2 separate regions of the Zea mays genome follow, and region 1 is linked to region 2. The links are chromatin contacts, called in public Hi-C maps. All regions are on one chromosome and are shown on one strand. Each heading gives the region's core, a stretch centred on a gene start, on an enhancer-like site or on the middle of the called end of the contact. The rest is flanking DNA. Distances are from core to core; before and after follow the strand shown. Region 1 holds the start of LOC100273945 (26S proteasome regulatory subunit 10B homolog A). Region 2 holds the start of LOC100282704 (SEC14-like protein 1).

Region 1 (5,573 bases), core at 2,057-4,556, 150 kb after region 2:
ATAGCATATGTTTTAGATAATTAATTATCCCGAAAGGGGCAAGCAGGGAGTGAGTTGTCGGTATAGGGAGGTTCTCGGGTCGATCATGCAGCGATGACTTTTCGGATGAGGGATTCCTATATTGCCCCTTCTGCTAGAAACCGTAGAGGGTTTTCTCATACTAGTATAACTTTGGAAAGGCCTCGTAGTGACACTCTGCCTCGCCTACTCGGAAGAGGTGTATAGGATTCATGTAGGGCTAGACGAAATACTCGTGGCTCGATAACTCGCTCGACTCGACTCATTAGTAGCTCGGCTCGACTCGGCTTGTTTTAATTTTGTAACGAGCCAAGCTAGCATTCTAGCTCGGTTCTCTAATGAGCCAGCTCGGGTTAGCTCGTGAGCTAGCTCGCGAGCCAAATGAGCCAAGCCACAACACAAGTTTGTCTAGTCGTTGGTGTCGTCTCGTCTCTCATAGTCTTGTTTTCTCGTAGTTATGATCTATGATATGGACATGTGTGGATATGCCATGTGCTTAAATATTTGCATTATTGCATGTCTACATAGCTACATTGCATATTTAATATTTGGTTATTGGTTATGGTTTTGTGAACTTTGTTTCTAGCAACATATGATATTAGTGTTGTGCAATGAAATGTTACATGTTTGTGGAATTGATGATAAATTGCTTTATAATGGTGCTTATTGCTATCTTATTATAATAAGGGTTTGTAAATCTGTAAGTTAATACATATTTGGTTATTTAATTTAATATTAAAAGTTAGAAGCTAGGATGGTGATATGATAATAATATAAAGGTTTTGGGTTTGTAGTGTTAAACATTTAAAATATGATTGTTTAGTTATATATATATATTTATGTACATAGATCTTTGTATTTAGTTGTGTGGCTCGTGAGCCTAACGAGATGGCTCGAGCTTCCTAACGAGCCGAGCCAAGCCAGATGTTTAGCTCGTTAGTATAACGAGCCGAGCCAAGCTGGCCATAATGAGCCGAGCTGGCTCGATATCCACCCCTAGATTCATGACCCCTTAGCAGATGTGTATCACGAATTTTGGGTAAAGATGTGCAACCTCTACAGAGTGTAAAACTGGTATATCAGCCGTGCTCACGGTCATGAGCGGCTTAGACCCTCAAAAGAGTAAATTATGTAATTAAATTTAATCTGTCATGCATTGCATTATGGGATATTTCATCTCTAATCTCTTATTTAATTAGGATGGTAATTATTTGTACTTAGTACTTGCTAATAAATTTTTGACCAAGAAAATTAAAAGCAATGCTCGACTTTAACCATTATCCTTGGTAGCCTTACACTACACTTTTTCCCACACTTACTGAGCGATGACCGTATGAGAGTTCACCCTTGCTATAATCACACTAGGACAAGAACATGTACCGCTGGAGGAGGATCATGAAGATGAGTTCGGAGAGGTCTATGTTGTCGTCTACTAATAACTATGGTCGTGGAGGATCGTTGTCGTCATATGGTGTAATTTATCTAAATTATTTTGTACAGAAATTGTATTAAGTAATAAAGATGTGGCATTGTTTTTTGTACAATGAGTCGTCATACATGTGAAACTTGATCTTGGCACACATGTGGGATGCATCTGGATTTGTCCTTAATTCTGGGTGTGACATTAAGAAAATTGCAAAAGTTAGAGCCATAATAACACTTATGGTTGCACCATTTTTTTAGGTGGTTCTCCATGTTTCAATTAACATGTATGATATTGTTATAACAACAGCATAACAAAAACTAAGGAACATCATCAATATTTTATGTGAACTAGCATAAAGCTAAGTTTAAGCAACTAGCATGACTACTTGTTAAAAAGCATACCTAGTTGAACAAGGAATGGTTGATACAGAAGCTAGGTGCATATAATAGGACCCATCAAATTATGCGTATAACATAAACATGTAGTTCAGTATCATGCTATGTTATTGGGTTCAAAAGAATATGCATGCGGTGAATTCCACTTGCCTTCGTCACAGAATTCCCAGGGTTCTTCTTCGAACTGGTCCTAATTCTCAGATAACAGATCAACCTCTATGCGATACACAAATAAATAAAAATAAGCACTAATCAATATTCATACAATAGATCACTATAAACAAGATTAGTACAATAATGAAAATATTATTTATTTCTAAAAATATCAAAGCAAAGATTATAACGAAAAGGTACTCTTTAAGAAAAATGGTTTTCTCTATAATTTATAAAATCAAGGATACAAACTTAGACACATCTTAATTATAAACATTAACTACACCATTTTAATCATTTTTAGAAAAGCTATATTATGGAACATCCAAGGCTTTGGGTTAGAAGATTATAAATTGTGTTTTGAAACATATATTTATTTATTAAAAACTAAGATATAAATCGAAATAGGTTTTTATGTGAATAAAATAAATAAATATCTTGATTTTTGGTAAGAAAACACATGGTCTACCTTTTCTTTTTAATTTTTATTAAGAATCTATTATCCCAAAAGGTATTATATAAACTATATAATTTAGAAATATGAAATCTAGTGACAAAATTGTGCTAAAATATTTACCATGTTAAAACAAAAGCTAACAAAATAAAAATGGATTTTATTTGGACTTAAATTATTCATTTAAAAGCAAAAAAGGCCATGTAGGGATCTAATTATAAATAACTACAACTCTCAGGGTTAATTTTGAATAAATCAAGGGCCTAACAAGTATTTTATCCGAAATCGAGAGACTGGCGGAAAACCGAGGGTTTGCAGGCATGAAACTTTACATGAATACAACAAACACTTAGCAAAATTTCATCTATTTAATAAATTATATAACTTTTTTATATCTCTATTTTTAAAACATAATTTTTATTGGAAACTAATAAATTAAATTTGGTTAGTTTTAGATGATGGAATTTGGATGTTACAGTTTCCTTAACAGGGATGGCAACACGAAAATCCCCCAAAAATTCCTCATCGAATTTTTCCATCCCGGTGACGAAAAAAATTACCCGTGGGGATCCCCATAAAAGTTTGCTGGGACATTTCTTCCCTATCATTATGTGTATATCAAATTGAACAAATTTGTACAACGAGTGATCTCTTGACAAGATAAGTATTTATTTTATCATTAACTATTACATGAAAATATTATTGTATGTAAGTTTAATAGGTCCCCGCGGGAAATAGGACGTCAAAGGAGATTTTTTTCACCATTTACATTTCCATGGGGGAGAAACTTTTCTCCCATCCTCAATATAGAAATTCCCCGCGAGGAATCAGGAATCTAGACATTGCCATCTCTATTCCTGAAAGAAAATTTTGGGCTGCTCGCTCTTTGGGGTGACACTAACTTATATGGGCCGGGCCTGAGTAATCCTTCCGAGCAATGTCCGGAAAAAGCCCACAGACGACCTAGCCTGGCACTTGGCAGGCCCCCAGCAGAAGGGCTCGAAATCCGACCAGGAGGCAGAAGGGTCCCAATTTACATAAGGAATTATTTAATTTATGAAAAATTCCGCTTTACATTTCTTGCGAGAGAAGAAGCAAAGCCTGTGTTCTGCTTCTGCATTCTGGAAAAACAGGGTCCACCTCCGTAAAAAAAAAAAGAAAGCCTCGCGCCGCCGCCGCCGCCGAGGAAGGTTGAGGAAGAGGATGGCCGAGGGCGGGGAAGAAGCCCGCCGCCGTGCTGCGATCGCCGAGTACCGCAAGAAGCTCCTCACCTGCCGGGAGCTCGAGGCGCGGGTCAAAACTGGTAACACTCCACTGCCGCATCCTCTTCCGCCCGTCTACCCGTGCGTGGATGTCATCGTCGGTCTCTGGGGTTCAGTGTCTTGGCGTTTGCGAGCGGCGATCGCGGATGGGGGGATCTGGATTTTACGGTACTACGGCGGCGGGGTAGGGTTTTGGCTGCCCCAATTTGGGTTTGGCGGGTGTGGCGTATTTTCGGCGGTTCAGCCTTAGAGTTTTTACGTTGGATAGGTTCTCGTGTAGGGTGGGTTTTATAAGTCAGAAATTTTGGATGCAAGCGCATGGTTTCCACTTTTCGGTTAGCTTGCATTTAGTTAGTGGCCGTTGACCATTCTGTAAATGGCTGCGGGTGTTGTCCGGACCTGCTGAGGATATACGTATATTTGGAGTTCAATTTTGAGTTAATGTTTTTGGGGGAAATAAGAGTTGTTACCTCCACTAATTGAGATTCTACGTAGTCACTCTACCTTTCATGCTAGAGTCCTATATTCGTGTTGTTTATTGTGTGGCATGTCAGATTGGTTATTTGGTTATAGTTGCACATAACCTTTTGGTAATAATATGAGAGCAACTCCATTCAGCATTTGGGATAGTAAACTAGTTTTGGAGGAAGTTTATGAATATGGGCCAATGTGACTTCAAATGGTGTACCAAAATACTAGATTTATTGTGCCCGAGTGATATATTCTGTGCACCTGTAAGTGTGGTGCTGTTGACGTGCCGTTCCTCAATGCTCCATAGCGGGTGGTCCCTCTTGTGATTGATTCTCTTATGCTTATACTATTTACATCAATGTTACAGGTTTTGTTATGCTCATAACTGATAGATGCGATAGCAAACATTTTTGTACTCATAGCATATACCTGATACTTTTGTTATCTTGATTTTTGTGATGAACTTGTGTATCTGGACTCAGGGAGGGAGAATCTAAAAAATGCAAAGAAAAACTTGGAAAAAACTGAAGAGGATCTAAAATCACTGCAAAGTGTTGGTCAAATTATCGGTGAAGTGCTTCGACCTTTGGACAAGGAACGATGTAAGTAAAAAAAATCCTTATGTTTGTCTCAAAATTTGTTAGTACGAATAATGAAACACTGATGAATTATTTATGTGATCTTTAATTGCGTATTCTTTTTCCTAGAAGTTTACAAACATGAACTTTTATTACGTCATGCTAAAGACTTGTTACTTCTCAACTGATTAATAATGTACCTAGTTTTATCAAAGTAACTGAAACATGTCTTTTTCGAAGTTATTGTCAAGGCTAGCAGCGGACCACGTTATGTTGTTGCCTGCCGAAGTAAAGTTGACAAAGAAAAGTTGATTGCTGGTACACGAGTTGTTCTTGACATGACAACACTTACCATTATGCGCATTCTGCCACGTGAGGTATATGTTTGTTACATATTATTCTGCTTATGTGTTCGTGTCCATTTGATTACTTTTGAAATTAAGCCTCTGTGATCGCTATCTATTTACAAACTTAGTAGTTTAAACCAGTCATAGGATTTAGGGTTGATTAGGTTGATGGATTTGTGGTGGGTGACCGAGTTCCCTTTGTGTGGAGACAGGAAGCGGTCAGGATGGGTAGACTAGAGGAAGGGGTAGGGCTACCTAGGTGGGCAATGGATTTCATGGTTCATTATTACAGCAGCCCAGTTTATCTTTCCTTCCATTTTTAGACACCTGCGTCCATGGTTCATGAGGCATCGTTAGTTGTCACCTAGGCGACAATGTGTGCTTTGGGTGTTGGACGTCGGGGTCGCCACGACCTCCACGCATATGGTGTCCGCCTTCCACAATTAGGCATTGCCTAGGCATGGAATGG
Region 2 (5,045 bases), core at 2,527-5,026:
AGATTCATACATGACTCCAATTATGTTTGAACTTACAACTTTACAAGTGCAATAGTATTTACTTATATTTAATTTGATTGACATGGATGCATTCTGACAGATGTTAAGTATATCAAGGCCCATGGCCCATGAGGATGGCTGTATACACATATTACAATCATGATTCTTAATTCATCATATTCTCAAAATATGCAAGGCCAGTAACAATGAAAGCTACTAAAACGATTAAGAATAGTCTGAGACAGTTACCGAAGCTTTGTCATATGTACTCAGCCCAACACCAACTGCAAATACAGGAATGCCCTACAATAGAAGGAAAGTGGACTATTAGAAAACTTTGAATAGTTTATGCAACAATAACTTAGTTACAGACTAGATGTGAACACTTTTATGGCATAAACAGCATTGAACTCATTGTTAAAGCACAAAAGATGAAAATGTCTAAGTGCAAAATTCAAACCCAGGGCTGTTCAAAAAAACAATGCTAAATTAAGATGAATACAGAAAGCATGAAAAGTAAATTATTATAACTCGTGTGAGACAGCTGTACCTCTTTGGAGTATCCTGATAACCCAATAAGCTGTGTATCACGAATTGATCTATACAAATCTACTGGGATAATAGGTTTCTGCAATTTTCCAGCACAAACAGATATCACAATAAGTTTAAATATGTGCAGAACGTCCTAACACTATAGTCAAAAGCCAAGGTTGTTCTAGGACTGAGAGACTACTTACCTCCAATATACTATCGATTTCATTTTGCATCCTCCAATTCAAAGAATCTTCAAGCTAGCAAAAGAAATTTTCCCCGGGTAATGTAACATTTACTTTAGGCCTTTAGGGTTCATCAATATGAAAATTGAAAAGGAAAACTGCAGTGTTAACAATCACCATCCTGTGAGCCTTATTCACATGCCACTCTCTAGCTTTAAGGAAACGCAATAATGTCTCTGTTGGGTAGCCCTGATGCACATTCTGAAAAATAAAAGGAAAATGTGAGAGCTCAAAGACAATCTCCCTAGGATAATAGGAAAAACTATTTACCTACAAAAAATTGTATTTTTCAAAATTCAAAACAACCACATATACTCATGGTTCTTTCTAAGGCCAAGGGTACTGGTACTGGTAACCGTAGAAGAGCAGGTCTGGTGCAGAAAAGCAGGCTAGTGTAGTGGTGAGAGCTATCTCACTGAGTCACCAGGTCATGGGTTCAAAACAGCCTCTCCACATTTGCTGAAGGAAGGCTTGCCTCAGATTATCCCTTTCCTAAACCCCATTCATGTGGGAGCCTCACTCACTGGATCTGCTCTTTTTTAAGGTACTGGTATCACAGATTCTTAACTTGGTTGTTTAAATGATATGTACTGCAGGAGCTTCTTAACCCTTTTTTTCAAGTTGGTCTAAAACAAGGTGGGCAGGTGGTTTTCAAAGATACCCACCACCAGGAAACTTGCATGGCATTATGACAAGTAGTACAATAGAAACAATTCACAAGTAGGGCCACAGGGGTAGACATGAAGAATCAGATACTAGTGTGACCTTAGTGCTTGAATTTTGTCAAACATAGCTGACTCAAGTGGTAAGGCATAAGTTTATCATCTTTTCAACTTTATCATATTCTCCACTGCAGAATCTTATCCCTCAAAATTCAGTTTTATTATCAATGAAGAAGTTGAAATTCTTTTCCATGCTAAGGTTGCGAAGTATACTGCACATAGTATGTTTATGGTGTGTATCTATAAAGCCTACACACACTCAATGAGTCAGCGTTCAAGAAGATAAGAGAAGGGATTTGCAATCTTTTAAGCAACTAAATGTAATATAGTAATTTTCCCTAAGATGGGGACTTCTCAAGTTGATTATAGTTTTTTTGTGTAGTTTCAGAAACTGGATAGTATCAACTGACTGGTGCATGCAATTGAACTCAATAAAATAGGCTATCTAATCCTAATTAACCTTTTCAGATCAGGGATTGACATTAATTGGCCTATCACCACCTCATCCCTAACAATCACAACTCAGTAAAAGAATACAGAATGGGAACGTCCATCTAAAATCATGGGATGATCCTGTAACAGACCAATCAACCTAGAATGTGGTAATCCCTCAAACGAAGCATCCTGCGAGAAACTTGTCTACCATTCCATTTTTAAGGAAAGTTATAGTCGCTTGCACTTATACTTTGCTTGCCTCATGTTATTGAGGCAATAATTCTGTTGCAACTTGCAAGTGGCACTTTCTTTTGATTCTCACTCCACCAGGCACCAGCCAAGAGGTTCTGCTGGGAATTATTTGGCATCTCCTACTCAGCACAGAGTGTGCAGATAAGCCTAGCCTTTAGAGAGGATTTCAGATGGAAATGTTATCCTGCAAACTAAAATTAACTGGTAAAATGACAGAATAAAACAAAGGAAGTCAATTCATAAGTGCCGGATGCATAGGATGCCTACCAGCATGTGTCTGCACACTGGGATGATAAGTGTCAAGTGCCATTATATTAACGAAGTAAAGAGCAAAAGGTGAAATCATTCTATAAAATAGTTCTCAACAACCAAAAGACAGCTCCATTGACAAGCAACCAAACACGAGGAAAGGTGCTGAGGTATGCATTACTACCAACATATCAGAAGGCTGGAGGAGACCAAAAATATCGCTGTCCACTAGTTGATATAGTGGATCTGAGATCAGAATATTCCTCGACACATCCTTCGTGGAAAGCATCACTGCTTCCACCTCTCAGCCCCCGTCGTCAAACTACTCAAAATTACCCCAGGGATCCCAAACGTGTGGCTTAGATCAAAGAACAAAGTAACATTTTGCAGGGAATCAGCAAGTCCGTCAACTTTCACAACTGTGAATTTATCCTTAGATCCGTATTCATGTTGGTTCAGCTGTGTCAGTGTCAATTGACTACGCATTAGTGAAAAGTGAAAACAAAAGCTCAGGCATGAACTGGCTGGTCCAAATCAGACATCAGTACAAGTAGTCTAGTACCAGCAATCTAGCAAACGCCCAGTCTCACTTAGCCACTTGATCATCTAAGTCAGACTAGTCACTCAAACTGTTGACCTGATCTAAGCAAAGGCTCTGTCTGATCCAAATCGAAATGCAGACTAAATACAACACACACGCCCATGCTTGACACTTCGACAGAAGAATCGATATGAAGGTAAAAAGAGAGAGACGCATAGATCCATACCTCAAATGTCTTCTTCAGCGGCGCGTCCACTGCAAGAATCCAAGCCAGTAGCCAGAGAAAGCAGCGTTACGACATTATTGGAAGCAGACGAGCCCACACAAACCCCGGAACCGAAAAATCCGAGAGATAAACCCAAGTCCGAGCCGGGCGGCCGCTCCGACAACAAAAAAAAAGAAATTCAAACTTTACCGGTGATCTGGAGCGAAAACTCTCACCTTGGTCCAGGAGGCCAGCGAGCTGCTGGACGGCGCTGGCTTCGGCTGCCATTGCCGCCGCTGGATATCCGGAGCTCGGCCCGAAAGTGAGGACTGAGGACTGACGAGGCGGGCGCGGCCTGGTTTTGGTTTGACGATTTGGCGCGGATTTATGTGCGCCGTCAAGAGGGAAAAAAGATTGGCGCGGCGCGGGGGCGAGTAGGGAGGGAAAGTCGGAAAGAGGGAGGAAGAGGGGAGCGGAGGTCGCCTCCAACTCGGAGTCGTGTTGGCCGGCCTGCTGTAGTGCTGTGGCCCTTTGGTCGGTTGGCCTACAGGCGACCTGTCCTCAACAACATGGGCTACTGCTATTCTGCTGCCTTGCTAAACAGCTGAAGTGTGGAGTGTGGACTAGGGCAGGGCTGCATTTCCTTTTTATTTTTATAAAAAGCAGTTGATTAGTGCTTTCATGTGCTTCTCGTTTCATGTATTGGTATTACTTTTTGCCACGGTGTTACATCTTCTTTAGGAGTATCTTTCTTATTAGCTTTTTTTAAATTTGGGAAGCGTTGATGGTCCCTTTGGGCACCGGAATTTAATAGGTTTGTTGTGATAATATCTAGCAGTCTGCGGTAAGCCGGTAACATATATGGACGTTGCGGTAACCGGACAACTGACGTGTGAGTCTGGTCCCACACGACAACCGTCGGATGTTATGACAGAGGAGCCGTTTGCGTAGCATATGCCTTTCTTCTATGATTTTTTTTAAGTAATCCACACTTATGTAATTTCTCAAAATCTTATTTTGGAATTAGAAAAACTCCACGAAGTAATTTAAGTTAAAGTGTGTATTCCTTTCTTTATAAAGCATATTTCCCTAAAAAGGTACTATCATAACTTTGGTAATTCAAAAAAAATCCCAAATTTTGAAACTTGAATCTAATTTGAAACTCGGGAAAATAAATAGTAGAAAGAGACTATTGATATGTTCTCCTCATAAACTATAAATACATATTTATATAATTTAATTAACTCTTAATAGGAAGTATACATTACCTCCTTTTAAAATAAATAGATAATGAATAATGAATTTCTACACCTTCTTTTTGGAAGACACATCAAAAGATTATTTCTTAAAATAAAATCCTTCGTTAGATGTGATGTATATTAAGGAGCATTTATTTAAATGAATAAAATAATAAATAAATATTTAAATAAAGTTGCATCATGCTGGATATTTTGATTGTTGCATGATAACTTGGACCCGAAGTTTGAATTAAAAAATTAAATCTGGAATTTGAAAATGGGAAATAAAATCAGAAAAATAGAAAATGGGATTAGAAAAGATAAAAGTTTTACGTGACTACGATATCGGCCAAATTCATGCCCACGTAGCCCAGGCGCTTGCTTCCTGCCAGCCCAGTGGCTTCATCATTCAAGTGACCGCCAGGTGGGGCCCTCTCCTTAGCATTTCTGTCGCACACGCGCTCATCGGGTTAACTCGCTGGAAGGTGGGCCCCGTCCGTCAGACATATCTCCTTCCTCCCGTCTGTTTCTCAACCGAAGGCGTGGAGCTCGCCGCGTATGACGGATCAGCCAAACGAGTTCACCTCGGACTCTTCATCTGTGCCTATATATGTGACTCGAGCACCG

The links. A called contact is a pair of places that touch in the nucleus more often than the background predicts.
Region 1: a Hi-C map of leaf mesophyll shows a contact between it and region 2, with 2.5 times the contacts expected there. The contact joins the promoter of LOC100273945 here to the promoter of LOC100282704 in region 2. A contact is called at or near these places in 13 of 25 Hi-C or Micro-C datasets (bundle sheath, ear, endosperm and 4 more).

What each region holds. Positions count from the first base shown.
Region 1 is chr9:96,732,650-96,738,222 of Zm-B73-REFERENCE-NAM-5.0, forward strand. LOC100273945 (26S proteasome regulatory subunit 10B homolog A) reads left to right here and starts at 3,307. Exons shown (of 10, transcript XM_008661540.3): 1 at 3,307-3,749; 2 at 4,662-4,781; 3 at 4,998-5,134. The coding sequence starts at 3,503.
Region 2 is chr9:96,582,893-96,587,937 of Zm-B73-REFERENCE-NAM-5.0, forward strand. It overlaps LOC100282704 (SEC14-like protein 1), which reads right to left and starts at 3,777. Exons shown (of 11, transcript NM_001155611.2): 1 at 3,417-3,777; 2 at 3,202-3,230; 3 at 894-977; 4 at 738-791; 5 at 551-628; 6 at 250-303. The coding sequence starts at 3,468.